Regions from separate parts of the Mus musculus genome. Here region 1 is linked to region 2. Evidence: chromatin contacts called from public promoter capture Hi-C data. All regions are on one chromosome and are shown on one strand. The core of a region is the stretch at or near the end of the contact, and the rest is flanking DNA. Distances in the headings are between cores, read along the strand shown.

Region 1 (3,113 bases), core at 101-2,600, 67 kb after region 2:
GGATGAAGCTTTCTAACCTGTTGTGCTGCATGAAAGTAGTACATAGAGCTGTAGGGATGCAGCTTTTCAGTGTTATAATCCAGGTTGAGGGTAGTACAGCTGCCTTTAAATTAATTTGTCTCTGCTCCTGTAACTAATCCCAATAAACTAATTTGCTTACCAAATTGAACTTTGTGTAGTCACTTTCATATGTAGTTGGTTACTTTTCTGGAATAAATAGACATTTGGTTGTCATCTCCATAGTAAGTCTCACCTAACAGGCTTCTACAGCATGATTTATCACAATGAAGGGTCATCTTACCAGTTGAGTATTTATTGATCATATCTCCTTCTGGTCATTCAGATTTCTTCTTTCTACCTGTACAATGTTCCATGCATGTTCATACAGCTAAGCAGTGAGAAAGGTATGTTCTTTTTACTCTAGTGTTTTATTTGCAAACAATATTAGAAGTACATTGCAAAACTAGATTTAGGGGCTAGAGAGATGGCTCAGTGGTAAGAGCACTGACTGCTCTTCCAGAGGTCCTGAGTTCAATTCCCAGCACCACATGATGGCTCACAACTTTCTGTAATGGGATCTGAGGCCCTCTTCTGGTGTGTCTGAAGACAGCTACAGTGTATTCATATACAATAAATAAATAAATAAATAAATAAATAAATAAATACTAGATTCAAAAGGTAATGTGTTAAACTGGATGTGGCTGCAAATGCATTTAATCCCAGCATTTGGGGTGCAGAGATAGGAAGATCTCTGAGTTCCATAACAGCCTGGTCTACATAGTGAGTTTCCAGCTGCCAGAGCTACACAGTGAGACCCTTTCAAGAAAGAGTCAAAGGTGATGTATTCACCAAAAAGCATACCCCATTTGAGAAGTTCTTGAGGACCTTCCTGACTGACTGGGGCTTTGTTTAGGCATCCGTGCCTGCTTTTATTCTTTTCTTTCTTTCCTCATTCTGATGCTGGCCACTCTACAGATAGAACACAAATGTTCTTGGGGAGCATTCTAAGTTTGTTCTGTTGTCTTCTCTGAGACTCAGTTCTGTGGTCTGGCATCAGCTGGTTGTGGGACAGTGTGATCTTTGAAAGCTTTTCATCATGGTCTGTTTCTTGACTCTTTTCGGCTCTGTGCTTGGTTAAGTTTTTCTACTTCTCTTTCTGAAGTGGTATAAGTTACATTTCCTCAGTTGCAAGGCTCAAAAACTCAACTGCACTCCAGGCCTTGGACTTTCCCCTGGTTTATAAATGTCCTTTGTGTTTTCCTAGAAAATTGAGTATGAATCAGGTGCTGTGTTGTAAGGTAACCTGACCCTCCTGGGATTCTAGTTTGATAGTTGTTTAAACAGTATGTAGCAATTTGAATTAGATTTGCAAGGGAGAATTGTTGCCAAGTCTCTGAAGTAGGTCATAGCCCTTAGCCTTTCCCCCTTGTTTTCTTTTTGTTTGTTTGACAGTGTCTCCTATGACTCAGTCCTTTAGAGCCTAGGAGAGCTTCAAACCCCTGACCCTCCTGCTTCCCCTCCCCAAATGCTGGGGAAACAAGTATATCCCACTACACCCAACTCCGTTTCTTCCCCTCCTTTCCTCTTTCTTTTCTCCAACTTTGAAATGGGATTTCTCTATGTAGTTCTTAGCCTGGCTGTGTAGACCAGGGTGTCTTAGAACTTGGGGCCAATTAATTCTTTTGCCGTTCTTTGCTTTGTGAATGATGAAATTACAGGCATGTATAACACTTACTTTTCTTTCTTTTTTTCCCCCTTGAGGCTGGGTCTGAATTACATTATCCTGTCTATCACACTTGATATGTAGAACAGAACGACCCCAAACTCCTAGAGATCTACCTGCCTCTATGCTGGGACTGTGGTGTGTACAATGCATAGTCCCTATTTTTCAACTGAAAAATTAGTGAAGAGAGATTTCCCCAGTCCATAGTCACATAGTAGTTTGGGCCTTACACCTCTGAAGCAGCTTCAGGTTTTTGTTTTGTTTTGTTTTGCTTTGGTTTGGTTTTGGATTTTTCGAGACAGGGTTTCTCTGTGTAGCCCTGGCTGTCCTGGAACTCACTCTGTAGAACAGGCTGGCCTTGAACTCAGAAATCCGCCTGCCTCTGCCTCCCGAGTGCTGGGATTAAAGGCGTGCGCCACCACTGCCCAGCGCAGCTTCAGTTATATATTTTTCCTTGGCATAGGTTAAGAAAAAAATATGCCTTTCTATGAGTAAATCCATCTTTTTGTTGTTTTATTTTTTGAGACAGACACTCATTATGTAACCATTGCTGTCGTGGGACTCACTATATACACCATGCTGGCTTCAAGTTCACAAGAGATCCTCCTGCCTCTCTTTGCCTCCTGAGTGCTACTATGCCCACCTGAGTAGATACTTCATAACTGAGTTGATTGATAATATGGGTATAGTTAAAATTCAGAAATGTCATCATTTTCTGGATTAATAATCAAGAAAAGTTTCAAAATAGTTAGAACAGAATAGCAATGCAGAGATCTTTTAGGTACTCAGAATATACATGCATAATATCTCAATTTAAATAATTCTAAAATGAAAAAAAATAGATATTTTGGCTGAAGTCGGGTCCTAGCAGAGTTCTCTAATCCCACCTCCTAGGAGGGGTTTCTCATTACTCCTTCATGCATGCCAATGCTGTGTCCTCTCTCTGAACTGGCTGTACTTTTTATCCTAAGCAGTAAAGACTAAGACTATATAAATGTAACCTTTATGATAGTTTATATAAGTGGCACTATTAGGAGGTGCAGCCTTGTTGGAGTAGGGGTGTCACTGTAGGCGTGGGCTTTAAGACTCTTGTCCTAGCTGCCTGGAAGCTGGTCTTCTTCTAGCAGTTTTCAGATGAAGACGCAGAACTCTCAGCTCTACCTGTACTCTTCCTGTCTGGACGCTGCCATGCTTCCACCTTGATGATCATGGACTGAATCTCTTAACCTGTAAACTAGCCCCAAATAAATGTTCTCCCTGTAAGAGTTGCCTTGGTCATGGTGTCTATTCACAGCAGTAAAACCTAAGACAATGTTTTTAAATTAAAATTTAAAATTACTTTTATTTATTTATTTGTCGGTGTGCATACATACAATTCCATGGCACGTGG
Region 2 (3,473 bases), core at 557-3,056:
TAATAGTCATGGATATAATTTTAGGAATTCTTATAGGATCATTATTAAGACTTAAGTCATCTATTTGTCTATATAGCATCACTAGAAGATAGTACAACTTCGTTGATTTACAGAGATCTACTCCAAAGGGGTGTGCTACTACTTAGTGATTGTTATATATATTTAATAATAACAGGAGAAGCATATTAATAGCAGGAATCTCTCCTAAAATGAGTCCCTTACAGCCTCGCTTAATAAGGGCTCACCTGTCACAAATTATATAATAATCCGAGCCGGGTGGTGGTGGCGCACGCCTTTAATTCCAGCACTTGGGAGGCAGAGGCAGGCGGATTTCTGAGTTCGAGGCCAGCCTGGTCTACAAAGTGAGTTCCAGGACAGCCAGGGCTATACAGAGAAACCCTGTCTCGAAAAACCAAAAAAAAAAAAAAAAAAAAAGAAAAGAAAAAATAATAATAATCCGAAGCAGGCCACTTCAGGATGATCAACTGCTAGTTATTAGCTTGTCCCATTATGGTTCCTGACAACCCTGGCCAAATTACTCCCCCACCACCACCCACAGGGCTCCTGACTTTCCAGGAACTCTGCAGACCAGGCTGTCCTTTAACTTAGAGATCTGCCTTTCTCTGCCTCTTGAAAGCTGGCATTAAAGGCATGTGCTAGCACTACCAGCCAGTCCTGCTTTCACCCCCTGTTGTTCGATTACAGGGTGGTGCCACTGCAAGTTTAGCGCAGGCTATACAAACACATTGATTGCTGAGCAACATCCCTAGCCACACCCCAGTTCATTGAGGTGTTAGAAGCAACGCATCTGGCTCACATTATAAGCATTAAGTAGCAAGTCCTGTTTTCATTTTACATGCTAGAAGTCTTACCCTGCAGACACGATGTATGGGTTTGCTTAGGGTCTCCTAAATCTCGGTCACTCATGTAACTACTTTCAAACCGGACTAAGTGCTGCACTCAAATGCTGAACGTTACCTATCAGGAATCGAGCCAGGTCCCTTTCCGCGTCATGTTAGAAAGGAGAATAGGGATAGCAGTGGTGGCGCACGCCTGCACGCCTTTAATCCCAGCACTCGGGAGGCAGAAGCAGGCGGATTTCAGAGTTCGAGGCCAGCCTGGTCTACAAAGTGAGTTCCAGGACAGCCAGGGCTATACAAAGAAAGAGAGAGAGAGAGAGAGAGAGAGAGAGAGAGAGAGAGAGAGAGGAAGAGAGAGAGAAAGAGAGAGAAAGAGAGAGAGAAAGAGAAAGAGAGAGAAAGAAAGAAAGAAAGAAAGAAAGAAAAAGAAAGAAAGAGAGAAGAGAGAGAAAGGAGAGAGAGAAAGAGAGAGAGAAAGAAAGAAAGAAAGAGAAAGAAAGAAAGAAAGAAAGAAAGAAAGAAAGAAAGAAAGAAAGAAAGAAAGGGAAAGGAAAAAGGAAGGGAAGAAACGTTTATTAGTTCGAAACCTGAAAGCCATTCAGAAAATCGCACAAGCAAGACAAAAGGGCTGTCAGTGCAACTCTCGAGTTTGGGCACACCCGGAGAGGTGGCGGCCACGAAGTCACGGTTTTGTCAGTGAAAGGATCCGGGGCAAGTTTGCGATCAGTACTGAAGGCTCCGTATCGCGGACAATCTCGCTAGAATCCCGAAAAAGCCTAAACCAAATCTGGAAGCCCCTCCCTAGGGAGAAGAGTCGCTCAGTTCAGGGCGGAAGTAATGTCCTGCCCGACTCAACTCCCGCGATGCACCACGGTAGGCGGAGCCGGAAGTTCGAGTGCAAGCTTGAGCGGGGCGTGTCTAGCTCCGCTAAGGCACCTAATTGGTCAGTCGGCACAGGCACTGGCGGCGTGCGCGAGTGGTACGGACGTGCGGTAAGTCTGGCCCTGTCTAGTTTGGCGTTCTCTCAGCCGCAAGCTCAAACTTCTTCTGATGACCCAGGGCTGGCTTCGCAGCCGTTACCTGGGGAGGCTGGCCAGTCTTGGGGACTTGGACTTGGCCATATTTTTGTCGTTGTATTCCAGGCAGTCTGGCTCAAACTCATGAGGAACATTTATGTGTGGCAGGGAGAATTCTGTAACCGAAAGACAAACGACTCCATTGCTAGAGAGACAGTAGCGGGGAGGGCGGCAGAGTTCACGGACGTGTGGTGGGAGCATCTATTGGGCTGGAGAAGAGGCTTGGGTGAGCCTGACACTTAGGAATTAGTTCGCTTCTTTTCCTCGGCCTCCTGCCTTGCTGCCATTGCAGGTGTATGACACGTAAGGTCCTGTTAGGGATCATTTCTATGGCATACTTCAGGATACCTTGACGGGGAAGCTCAGTAATTATCTACTGAATACTCCCGGTTATTTTACAAACACTCTGATGCACACCTTAAATCCACACTGATAATAGTCACTTTTAACAAATTTTCTTAGAAAGTATTCTTAGCCGGGTGTGGTGGTTGCATACCTTTAATCTCAGCACTCAGAAGGCAGGCAGGTCTCTATGAGTTCGAGGCCAGCCTGGACTACAAGGAGAGTTCCAGGACAGAAAACCTGTCCCCAAAACAAAACAAAACAGAAAAAAAAAAAAGTATTTTTAATGTCTTAGGATATAGGAATGCAGCTTTCTTCTTTTTCTCCTGGGTTTCAGACCCAAGGCTTGGTGCAAATATGGTGCGCACTTTGGCAAGTACTTTACCAAGTGGAGGTATGGCACCATCCTTTGTTCTTTTATTTGTTTATTTTCCTATATGCATATGTGTATGTGTGTTTTGCCTACATGTCTGCACACCACATGGGTGCCATGCTGGGAAGAAAGTCAGAAGAGAGTTCCAGTTAGTTCCCTGGAATTGGTTTACAGGTGGTCATGAATTACCACATGAAACCCAGGTCCTCTGGAAGAGCAACCAGTACTCTCTTTTTTTTTTTTTTTTTTAACTAGTGCTGTGTGTGTTTTTAAGATTTATTTATTTTTATTTATATGAGTACACTGCAACTGTCTTCAGACACACACTAGAAGAGTGCATCAGATCTCATTACAGATGGTTGTGAGCCACCATGTGGTTGCTGGGAATTGAACTCAGGACCTCTGGCAGAGCAGTCAGTGCTCTGAACCGCCAAGCCATCTCTCCAGCCCCGCAACCAGTACTTTTAACCTAATGGCTGAACCATCTCTCCAGTACCCTTCCACCCTGTCCTATCCTGTCCTGTGCATTCTTGCAAGATGGAAACAGTTGATAACAGTGTAAAGGTACTTCCCACTGCAGAACTGTATATTTGAATGGTTAAGATGCTCACTAACCTCACTCCATCCCCAAATCAATCAAAACCAAGCACTGTCACTGGGCTACAAAGCCAGCTGCTTAGCTACATTGACGGACCAGATTGCAGAACTGGGAATTGGACCTAGGGACATCACACATGCAATGGAAACACTCCTCTATTGAGTTATAATTCCAGCTACCCCCTTTAAAAAACGATTTAGTTTATTACGTGCCTCACTATATGT

What was found. Promoter capture Hi-C pulls out the DNA fragments that hold promoters and counts their contacts.
Region 1: a promoter capture Hi-C map of liver shows a contact between it and region 2, with 2.5 times the contacts expected there. The contact joins the enhancer-like site here to the promoter of Snupn in region 2. A contact is called at or near these places in 11 of 39 promoter capture datasets (the 3T3-L1 cell line, 3T3-L1-derived adipocytes, the C10 cell line and 7 more), 12 of 484 Hi-C or Micro-C datasets (ECoMG myeloid progenitors, LSK cells, Sertoli cells and 8 more), 7 of 115 datasets of contacts at active chromatin or transcription factors (the HPC-7 cell line, the SCID.adh cell line, bone marrow-derived macrophages and 3 more) and 4 of 9 other capture datasets (adipose tissue, liver, macrophages and 1 more).

What each region holds. Positions count from the first base shown.
Region 1 is chr9:57,016,516-57,019,628 of GRCm38.p6, forward strand. All of the region lies in intron 1 of Ptpn9 (protein tyrosine phosphatase, non-receptor type 9), which reads left to right. Among named protein-coding and RNA genes, the nearest start is that of Ptpn9, 23 kb to the left of the region's middle. Within about 2 kb of position 1,351, at least 23 of the 459 cell types and tissues checked have an H3K27ac peak or open chromatin away from gene starts, as enhancers often do. A contact at or near this core is called in Sertoli cells and liver, where this site is marked.
Region 2 is chr9:56,949,102-56,952,574 of GRCm38.p6, forward strand. Snupn (snurportin 1) reads left to right here and starts at 1,807. Exons shown (of 9, transcript NM_178374.4): 1 at 1,807-1,852.